Linked DNA regions of Sus scrofa: all the other regions are linked to region 2. The links are chromatin contacts, called in public HiChIP or PLAC-seq maps. All regions are on one chromosome and are shown on one strand. The core of a region is the stretch at or near the end of the contact, and the rest is flanking DNA. Distances in the headings are between cores, read along the strand shown. Region 1 has its middle 130 kb from the start of CDC7. Region 2 has its middle 22 kb from the start of BRDT. Region 3 overlaps TGFBR3 (transforming growth factor, beta receptor III).

Evidence for each region. HiChIP or PLAC-seq counts read pairs in DNA pulled down with a chosen protein or histone mark.
Region 1: a contact with region 2 is called in an H3K27ac HiChIP or PLAC-seq map of skeletal muscle, with 7 times the contacts expected there. The contact joins two enhancer-like sites. A contact is called at or near these places in 1 of 47 Hi-C or Micro-C datasets (skeletal muscle) and 1 of 2 datasets of contacts at active chromatin or transcription factors (skeletal muscle).
Region 3: an H3K27ac HiChIP or PLAC-seq map of skeletal muscle shows a contact between it and region 2. The contact joins two enhancer-like sites. A contact is called at or near these places in 1 of 47 Hi-C or Micro-C datasets (heart right ventricle) and 1 of 2 datasets of contacts at active chromatin or transcription factors (skeletal muscle).

What each region holds. Positions count from the first base shown.
Region 1 is chr4:125,331,564-125,334,862 of Sscrofa11.1, forward strand. No RefSeq gene overlaps it. Among named protein-coding and RNA genes, the nearest start is that of CDC7, 130 kb to the right of the region's middle. Within about 2 kb of position 1,873, at least 34 of the 83 cell types and tissues checked have an H3K27ac peak or open chromatin away from gene starts, as enhancers often do. A contact at or near this core is called in skeletal muscle, where this site is marked.
Region 2 is chr4:125,082,615-125,086,144 of Sscrofa11.1, forward strand. No RefSeq gene overlaps it. Among named protein-coding and RNA genes, the nearest start is that of BRDT, 22 kb to the left of the region's middle. Within about 2 kb of position 1,362, at least 24 of the 83 cell types and tissues checked have an H3K27ac peak or open chromatin away from gene starts, as enhancers often do. A contact at or near this core is called in skeletal muscle, where this site is marked.
Region 3 is chr4:125,294,323-125,297,607 of Sscrofa11.1, forward strand. It overlaps TGFBR3 (transforming growth factor, beta receptor III), which reads left to right. Exons shown (of 18, transcript NM_214272.1): 16 at 583-618; 17 at 3,199-3,285. Among named protein-coding and RNA genes, the nearest start is that of TGFBR3, 160 kb to the left of the region's middle. Within about 2 kb of position 1,914, at least 15 of the 83 cell types and tissues checked have an H3K27ac peak or open chromatin away from gene starts, as enhancers often do. A contact at or near this core is called in skeletal muscle, where this site is marked.

The DNA of each region.
Region 1 (3,299 bases), core at 623-3,122, 250 kb after region 2:
GCTTAAAAGCTGTCAGATAGCCTTGCTTGCTACAGAGGCATCGTTTGTGAAAGGGATGAGTCAGTCTGTGGGGCAAACTTCATTGCTTATCTTAAGAAATGCCCACAGCCAGCTCAGTCTTCAGCAGCTACCACCCTGCTTGGTCAGCAGCCATCAGCCAAGGCAAGACCCTCCCCCAGCAAAAAGATTATAACTTGCCAGAGGCTCAAATGTTGGTTAGCCTTTTTTAAAACAATAATGTATTTTTTAATTAAGGTGTGAACGTTGTTTTTTAGACAGAGTGCTATTGCACACTTAGTAGACTACGGCATAGAACACTTTTTTTTTTTAATAGCTGCCCCTGCAGCATATGGAAGTTCCCGGGCTGGGATCAAACCTGCGCCTCCACAGCAACCTAGGCGGCTGCAGTTGGATTCTTAAGCCATTGTGCCACAGCAGGAACTCCTATAAACACTTTTATACGCACTGGGAAACCAAAAAATTCATGTGACTCACGTTATTGTAATATTTACATTATTGCTACAGTGGAGAATGGAACCCATGTACCTCTGAGGTATGCCTATATATGTATATTTATACTGTTTAATGAGAATAGTATGCCCAGTTCTGTATCTTCCAATTGACTCTCTCATTTTCCAGTAGTTAAACTCTGCAAATAACATCATTTCTCTCCATCCTTTCCAATCCAAAGGACACAACGGGGTCTCTTGTTGTTTTGTTTGCATTTCTTTGACGATATTGGGGGCGAACCTCATTTCAGGCGTTTACTGGGTGTTTGTTTGCCTTTCGTGAGCTGCCAGCTTATATCCTCTGCCAACTTGTCTATGTGGGTTGTGTCGTGTTTTTATTGATCCGTTAAAAGAATTTTAAATTCATTTCCATTTCAAAAATAAATATTTTTGCATTCCTTCTGCCAAATGTCACCTGTCAGGGTTCAGATGCGAGCAGTCTGGAAATGTTGAGAATTGCTGCTGGAGGCTCCTTGCCTGCGCACTGACCTTTGGTTCCCTTGGTCCTTAAAGGCCAGTGCGAGGGAGGGAGGTGCCCGTGGGCCCAGAGCGAGGAATGTTCTGGTCCACTTGAGCAGCACCAGCCGTGTTGCCCCCGCCCCAGTTCCCATCCACTGGCCTCCCCATCCCCTCCCTCCCACGGTGGTCTCCCTGCCAGGCTCGAAAGGATTATCCTGGATCAATATTTGAAATCGTTGTAATTTTTTTTCTAACTGGAGTTAAGTTTATAAGCTTTTTTAATTTAACCACCAAACACCAGAAATAAAAGTCTGGAAGGGAGCCAGTTTGACTCGGAGCCAGTACACTGCCTTGGAGCCAAGGAGCTCGCCGCCCTTCTCCTTGTTTTTCCCCCGGAGTTACTGACATTTCCTTTCAAAAGCCGACTCCCCAGCTTCTCAAATTCTTCAGACCCCACATGATTCCCAGGGAGCCCGCCTTCCCAGTCCAGCCCCCAGCCCAGCCCAGCCCAGGACACCTGAGCTGTAACCCAGCCTGGAGCCACCTCTAGCTCCAGGCCTGCCCCAGGGGAGCTTTAATCAGCTCTGCAAACGCAAAGCAAAACGGGGCCCTGGTCAGCGGGGGAGGGGGAGCAGGAGCGGCCGAAGCATCTGATGGCTGGTCCCAGCAAAGACGGCGGGTGGGGAAGATTTCCTTCTTGCTCATCCCCAAGGGCTGGAATAAGTCCACACACTCAGCCCACTCAGCCCCATAATTGGTGTTATTAACGTGATACATCATTATCAACCATCAGCTATGTATCGAGCACCAGCTGGGTACCAGACAGTCTCCTGGGTACTGGCGAACAAGACGGAGTGGACGCTGATGAAATTCACCACCCAGGGGGAAAGACGGACCTGGGATAAATAATTCCGCCTCTCAGACTCAGTCGTGTGAAAATCCTGCTTCGTCAAGTGGGAACAGTGGCATGGCCTAGCTCACCAGCATCTTTCTGAATCCAGGACCCGAAAAGAAACGGCGCGGGACTTTTTGCTGGCTTCTCTTTCTTCTGCCCCATATTTTAGGGGGGTGCTCAGTGTAGGGAGCTGAGTAGGAGACCCACGGGAGAGGGCAGGGTGGAAGTCAGGGTTCAGCCTCGCAACTCTCCGGAGCCCTCCCAGCGCCCACCCGGTCGGTCGGACTCATCACGGCTGCCGCCTGGAAGGGGCTCTGAGTCAGCGCTCACTGACCCGCGCGTCCAGCCTCCTTCCCTGTCTCCCGCTCGCTCTTTCATGCTCAGAACTCATGTTCCAGATGGACACAGCTGGCAAGTGTTTGAGACGTGTCTCAGCATCTTGTGATGTGTTTCTGGACCTCTGGGCCCCCGAGTGGGGTGAGTCACAGGCTCTGACTTGATCCCTGCGCTGCACATGGGCCCCTTCTTCCTGGGTCGGTGAACCCAAGCCCATCATCTGAAAGGAGACCCGGGGTCTCCCTGCCACGGGGCCCAGTGGGAACAGCTCCGGAGTCAGGCACAGCCAAGGTGGCTCTGCCCTCCCAGCCATCTTTTTTTTTCCTCGACATGGATTCTTTCTCAGATTTCATGTCTCAAGAGACGGGGAGAAAAGCACAATCCTCTGGGCGTTTCTCCCTCCCAGCTCCGTTCTTCACTTTTCTATACCTGCGCTAGGAGGCTGAACACAGCTGGGGATTTGGGCAAAGCAGGAATGTTGTCTTTCCATCCAAAAGGGGAATTTCCTTTTTTAGTAACTTGGGGGAGGAGGCAGTTGGTGAGATCCGGGAAATGGGAGGAGAGGGAGCTTTTGTCTCCTGGTTAAGAGACTTCCAGGATTCAGATCCTGGCACCGTCACTCCCTAGCTGAATGCCTTTGGGCAAGTTGTCCGTGCTTTGCTTTCCGCGTCATAAAATATAAACAAGCACACAATGCAAAAGACGATTGTGAAAATAAAAAGAGTTAAAACATGAAGAGATCTTAAAAAAACAAAACAAAACAAAACAAAACGAGAAAACCTAGGAAGTTCTCACGTGGTGCAGGGGGTAAGAATATGGCATTGCCACAGCTGTGGCAGTACAGGTCCCAACTGTGGCACAGGTTTGATCCCTGGCCTGGGAACTTCCATATTCTGCTTGCAACCAACCCCCCCCCCAACAGGTGTTAGACGTGGTGCTCTTGTTGATACTGTAGGCACTTAGGGAGGTTCCTTTGCGTAGATTTCTTGCAGCTTCAGATGGGTAACACCAACATGGCTATATGGCTGGTCTCCTCCTTTGTGTCTTTTCTGGATTAGTACTCCAAAACAGCCAATCTGGTATCTTTCCTTCCATTTCTG
Region 2 (3,530 bases), core at 112-2,611:
CCCCTAGTCTGGGAATCTCCATATGCCATGGGAGCGGCCCTAGAAAAGGCCAAAAAAGACAAAAAAAAAAAAAAAAAAAGAGTCGAGGTTGAAGTGTGTGAGCTCACAGGGCTGGTTATGGGTGGAACCAAGACTAGAAACTAGCCAGTGGCTGGTTTCCAGGCAATTTCATTGTCTCAATTCCTGCAATGTCATTTCGAAGAGGTGTGAAACAGAGGGTTTTTCTTTTACTTTTCAGTCCTGTTGGAAGGGTGAGTGGGGGTGAATTGGGGAGCAGCTGGGAGAAGCAGAGTAGGGAGAGAGGATAACAGAGGTGGAAGTGGTCTTGGAGGGCTTCCTGGAGGAGGAGCGATTTGAGCTGGGTGTGGAAAAACAGCTGAGAGGTGGGAAACAAAAGGAGGAAATAGATACTAGAGAAGAAGACACTGGCAGAAATCAAAGAGCAGAGGAAAATAAGAACACAGGATTTACAGGCAGCAAAGCTCCCCGTTAAGGAGAACGTACGAGTGAGGCAGGAAGGCTGGTAGGTGGGAACCAGAGGAGAGGGACCTGGGCCACCAGGCAAGGTTTGCTCTTCGCTTTTTTTTTTTTTTTTTTTTTTTTTTTTTTTTGCTTTTTAGGGCAGTACCTACAGCATATGGAAGCTCCCAGGCTAGGGGTCTAATCGGAGCTGCACCTGCCGGTCTACACCACAGCCACAGCAAGGCGGGATCCGAGTCGCATCTGCAGCCTACACCACAGCTCAGGGCAACACCAGATCCTTAAGCCACCGAGCGAGGCCAGGGATCGAACCTGCGTCTTCATGTCCTCTCTTCGGGTAGAACCCAGGGAGATTCGGGAGCCGGTGCACACAATGGTTTGGTCCACCTGGGAAACTGCTCAGTCCTTTCCTTGATGTTTTTTTCTTTTTCTCAGCTCTGCTGCCCATGTGTTGGAAGAGAGGCAAATTATAGGACAAGCATGACTGACTGGGGAGGTTGTGCCATTTCAGGGTCAAACACTGCCAGTTTGCCTCCCAAATACTTTCTCTGTTGGCTGCCTTTCCTGATTTGGGGGTTTTAAAACATAAATGTTCATGGGGAGAAGGCATTCACCACGTTCTCTTTACCTCTCAGTAAGCGTTTATCAGATGCTGTCCCCAGAGCAGGTGAGGACGCGTGGTGGTGGCAGGAGTGGGCGACGCAGAGCGTGAAGCTGGGAGGAGCAGCTGGGCAGCTGAGCCCAAACGGGCAGAGCCCTCGGGACCCCAGGCCAGGGCGGGTCTGCCCCCCTGCGGTTGGAGCGGCACAAAGCGCTTCCTCCCTTCAGGCCAGGCAGGCGGTGGAGGAGGGAGGAGGCGCGAGGGCCTGGAAACCTCCTTCCCTTCCCGCCCGCCGAGGGCCACGCGTGGCATCTGAGCTGCCCTTCCCCGGAGTGAGAGGGAGCGTCAGAGAAGCACGAGTGGCACGCGGCAGACGGCTTTGCCCAATTGCACAACCGCGAGAGGAAACGTCTTGCATGGGCTTCGCAGGGTTCGGAGAAGGGCTCGTCGGAAGGGTCTGCTCGCCAAGGCGAGGGGTCCGCTCACCCGGCGCGGGCGGCTCCCGTCCCCGCGCCCCCGCCCGCACCCGCGCCGCCCCGGCCCCGCCGGGACCTGGCAAGTGGGGCGCAGATGCTCACACCCGGCCAGACGCCCCGCAGCCCCTCCACCTGCCGGGAGCCCCCTGCCGGCCCTGCGGCCGGGCTCACCCCTTCCGTGTCTCCCCTCGGCTCCTGGGGTGAAAAACTGTAAAGCTGGAGGCAACTAGGGCCTGTGCTTCCGGCCTCGAGCCCTCGTCCCTCCCTACCCGCTTTGCTCGCTGGGATCCGGCGGTACCGACCCTCAGTCCGTTTTTCCAGCGCCATAGCCCTCTCCTTGCTGCTCCCTGGGTCTGGAATGTTCTTCCTGCCTCCACCCCCACCCTTCTCTTCCCCTACCCCTTCTTCACCCCCCGCCCCGTACAAGAATCACACACTTCCTTAGGGACGCTGTCCTGACGTCGCCCCTGCGCCCCCATCCTTCTCCCCTATTTTCAGTGTTACAGCGCTGTGTACGTTTTCTGCCTAGTCCTTCTGAGAGTTGTGATGGTATATGTAGTGATTTTTATATTATATGTTTGCGTGTATATACACACACACACACACAGTTAGTGGGATTATTTGATTAATTTCCCTCGCTACTCAGCTTATATCATCCTGTTCAGGTGGTGTCCTTAGCACCCAGCCACCCTTGGCCTGTGACGGGGTCCCATTGTATGTTGGCTGAATAGACGAAATGAGTGAACATGTGTTGCCACCAAGAGCAGAGTCGCCAGGTGAGGTCTAAGGGCTGTGGGGATGGGTCTCTCCTATGCGGCTCCTCACGGTTTCACACGTGGTTGGTAATGACATTGAGTCTGAGTGTCGGCCCTGCAGGATGCTGATTCCCAGAGCACAGAAGGGGGACTAATGGTCCCTCTCATTTTCGCTTGTGAACGTCAGTTCCCACCCCCAAACAGGAGAGGAATTCTTGCCAGCCCCAGGAGGGATGGAGTTGCTTTGGTGACAGCCACTGGCAGGCTAGATGTCTCTGAGCCCAGAGAAGGGTTTCTAGAGCATCCCCAGCCCCCACACTCAGGCCTAAGCCATGCGCACTGGTTACTTGAGACTGTGTTTGGCCTTCCTGAAAGAAGCCACTTCTAGGGGTTAAGCTGGGTAAACTACCAAAAAGACATTATTTTCGGGAAAGCCAGTAACTTGTCTCAAATGTGGTTCAAATGTTTTTTTCTTTTGAATATGAAGTCTCCAATACGTGTCTCCAGTCCTCAAGAGTGATGAAAATATGGTGTACATCTGTACATTTGTCTTCTCATGGCTTGTGTTTAATTATCCACAAAGAAAAAAATTCACAAGATGTTTCATGGTCTTCTCTTTTAAGTGCCAAAACAGGAACTTCTGAGGCTTTGATAGAATTGGTTGCAATCCCTTTGAAAGTTTTATTAATGTAGCCAGAATATGTTTTTAATCTTTCATATTCTGATCACTGAAACGTATTTTCTACGTTCACGCACGCTTGTTTCTACCATATTTTAAGTAAAGAAGGAGTGAGCAGGTCTGACCTTGTAAAATATATTGATTTTTTTTTTACAGTGCAGAACAATGATGATTGATTGATGAATAAACTATTAAATCAGAGGATTCTTTGTCTAGGACAGAAAGGAAGTTTTGAGAACCTTTGCGAGATCAGTATCTGCCTTCATTTTAATGTAAACATCAAAGACATTCCACTGTTGACATGTATGTTCCTCTAAAAAAATCCTGTATATGGATACTGTATTTTCTGCGTAGTTGTGGATGTAGAAATATAAATAAATGAAATTGCTTACGTTTTGGTCTCAACTAATATTTTGAATTGACAGTTGAAATTTCAACAAGTGTTTTGTTGCTGTTGTTATCGTTGTTGTTTTAGCTGCACGCATAGCATATGGAATTTCCCAGGCCAGGGTTTGAATCTAAGCTGGAGCTGTGACCTG
Region 3 (3,285 bases), core at 664-3,163, 210 kb after region 2:
CCCATAAATGAAGGGAAGTCATTGAGCGGTTTAATCTGGGCAGCAGCATAGTCAGCTCTGGGCTCGGAAAAGTCAGCAGTAGTGGAGAAAGGACACCAGGCAGAAAAGGCTGTGAGGGTGCAGATGTGCCGCGAGAAGCCGAACCAGCGCACGACAGCACGGCGGTGGGAGAATGAAGACACTTAGAGCCCTCGGGTGCCTTCACATAAGACTTTTTTGAAAGTGGAGTAATATTGAAAACACTGGGGAAACACAGTATTTCAAGGTAGGGGACCCTTTTGTAAATCAATATAAAGGCATGTCCCCATGCACGAATTACCAGACTCCGATGCCTTAGGTTGAGGCATTTGCCTTCAGAAATCAAGCTGGAGAAACCAAGGACAGGGCTTAAAATTTCTGAGTCCTCCCTGGTGCAGTCTTTATATCCAAAGATGACCACTGAGTATTCCTAACAAACAGAAGTCTTACCAACCGAGGAGTGTCAGCCTCTGCTGCAATGTGGATAACCTTTTACTTAAAAACTCAGTTCCTTTGAAAAAAAATCAGAACGCATCGTGATTTATGTTTTTGTTTCAGAAACAGGTCCAAGCACGAAGGAATCGAATCCAATTTCTCCACGTAAGTCTTTATGCAACTGTTTCGAAATAAAGCCTCCTGGGCTTTCATAAGAATGAGTTGGTTATGGAACGTTCGCCAGACTTGGAGGTTTGATAAGGAGACTTCTGCTCTCATTCTCTCTCACTCCCCCCCTTTTTTTCCTCCTCCTTTCTTTCTCCCTTCCTCTAACCTTCCTTCGTTCTTCTTTTCTCCTCTCTACCTTTGCCATTTTTAAAGATGAGCACGTGTGGACCCATGGCTGTGTGTCACCTTCATGGGAAGGGAGTGAATTTCTTAGTCTTAGAGAGACAAGGTCATGATGGGCCATCCTTACATGGGTTGCGACCTGAATGCATTACACAGAGCCATGGGACTGTTGCGCTTTGTGTCATTAAGGATTTCTAGCTGCTCGGAGGAGAGGCTAACGGAGCCCGTGGCTATACCTTAAGACAACCACGAGTCCCAGGGGTGTGGAGAGAGGGCTTCTAAGACCAAAGGAGCGACCAGCTGCAACAAAATGATACGCTGGAGATGATCTGGGCCAGGTTCATTTCTCTCCGCAGAAGAGCACTCTGACCCAGAAGTACTGAAGTGATTTCCCTATGGTTATGACTGGCCCTGAGGCAGGGCTAGAATCTGGGCTTTCTGGCTGCACGCCCAGAGCTCTTCCAGATAATGTTGCCTCGTTTTTTTTCTTCTCTAGGACTTTCCGGATTAGTCTCCATGGCTGACCCCATCCCGTACACATAGTGGGCAGTCTGGAGAGTTCCTTCATGCTGAGTGCCTCATCACCCATTCTCTGAAGTATATTCTTCCGCAGTATCATGGGGCGGTCTTGTGAACCCTGAAAGAGATGCCTGAGGGCACCTTCTTCCGTAGTCGCCAATCCGAGTCTCGGGGTTGACACCTGCGTCTGCAGACATTTAGAAAGTCTTCCCCAGAAACTTGTCATCATGACCCACTTCTGTGCCTGTAGACTGGGAAGACAAGTCCTCTTTTAATCCCTGTCCTGCAGACTCGATTAAATGAGACGGAAGGCTTGGGTCATCTTCACCTCCGTGGAGTCTTCCCAAGCTTCCTCCCTCTGAAGACTCCAACGCCTTTTGGATGCAGCAGGTGCAACAGGGCTGTCCCTTTTGCTAGAAGTCAAATGAACACCAGAGGGCACGGGGCTGGAAGCGTAGGGACCAGAACTTGGGGATGTGGATCCCCCAGAATCTTCTCCGAATCCTCCTTTCCCGAAGGAGAGCCTCTGAGCGCTGGCGCTGCTCGGGGCTCAGACTTGTCTCCAGCTGGGTCCTCCACGCAGAGCTGAGAGGCAGAGGGATGGCGTTCGCCGAGAGATCAGCTGGAGCCCCTCCGATGAGCGGAGAGGACGCAGACACAGGGTGGAAACAACGGAGATGCTGCCCCCCCATTTCCCTGACGGGAGAGAGAGACCTTAGAAATTCTACTCCCCCGAGAACCTCGCTCCCTTGGAAACGGGTTTTTCCTTTTTATAAGTGATTCAAAGAAAGTAGCTCTCTTAAACGAAAGGAAATGTTTTATTTCTGTGCCTGGAATTAATTTCACATGCAAAAACCTTTGCCAAATGGAGGAACAATTGGTTCTATTTATGTTTTGCTGACCATAAAATTGACATCGCTCCCCACTGAGAAATATTTCCGTTCTCCTCCTAGCAAGAGCAGGGTTGGAAAAAAAAAAGTGTTAAAAAGCAGCTTGTGACACAATAGGTGGCTGTCGAGATGGAGGATTGAATGTGAGGAGATGGGTGACACGTGATGATTCGTAGGAACGCTCGATCCTTATGTGCTGTTCTCTCCTTCTCACCGTCTTCCTTCCTGTTGTCTGTCATCCTTTTAAATGTGCACGAAAGTAGGTTTGCAAAGAATTTGAACCGTGTTTTTTCTGTAGCGCCTCACGGTTGGAGGTGTTCCATGAAGAAGAAGCAATGAATCACATTTTGATCTTGAAAATTCTCCTTATTTTCCTAAGGTGGTTTTGTTTTTGTTTTTGGTCTTTTTAGGGCGCACCTGTGCATATGGAGGGTCCCAGGCTAGGGATCTAATCGGAGCTGTAGCTGCCAGCCTTGCCAGAGCCACAGCAACGCCAGATCTGAGCCACATCTTCGACCTACACTACAGCTCACGGCAGTGCCGGATCCTTAACCCACTGAACGAGGCCAGGAATCGAACATGTGTCCTCATGGATGCCAGTCAGATTCGTTTCCGTGAGCCACGAGCCGCGACGGGAACTCCTCTAAGCAGCTTAACCTCTGAATTTGCAAGCTGCTTTTTCATTCAGATGGTAGGTCCTCAGATGGAGGACCACAGACTTGGGATTTTTACAGCGGCGACACGTGTTTTAATAAGTCTGTGGCTCGAAATAAATTTCAGACTTGGGGATCTCTTGGAAATCTGAGAGTTTCATTTTTCTTTTGCGAAAGTATCTGCAAACTACACACACAGTGACTTTAACATGTCCTCCTCCTGTTTTATGAGTCACTTCTCATCCTTTCTGACTTCCTTGTGAATGAAATGTCGGGTCGCGGGGTGTGATGCCGACGGACTCAGAGCGTGCCTTGGTTTCTCTTCGTTGCAGCGATTTTTCATGGTCTGGACACACTCACCGTGATGGGCATCGCGTTCGCAGCGTTTGTGATCGGAGCTCTGCTGACGGGGGCCTTGT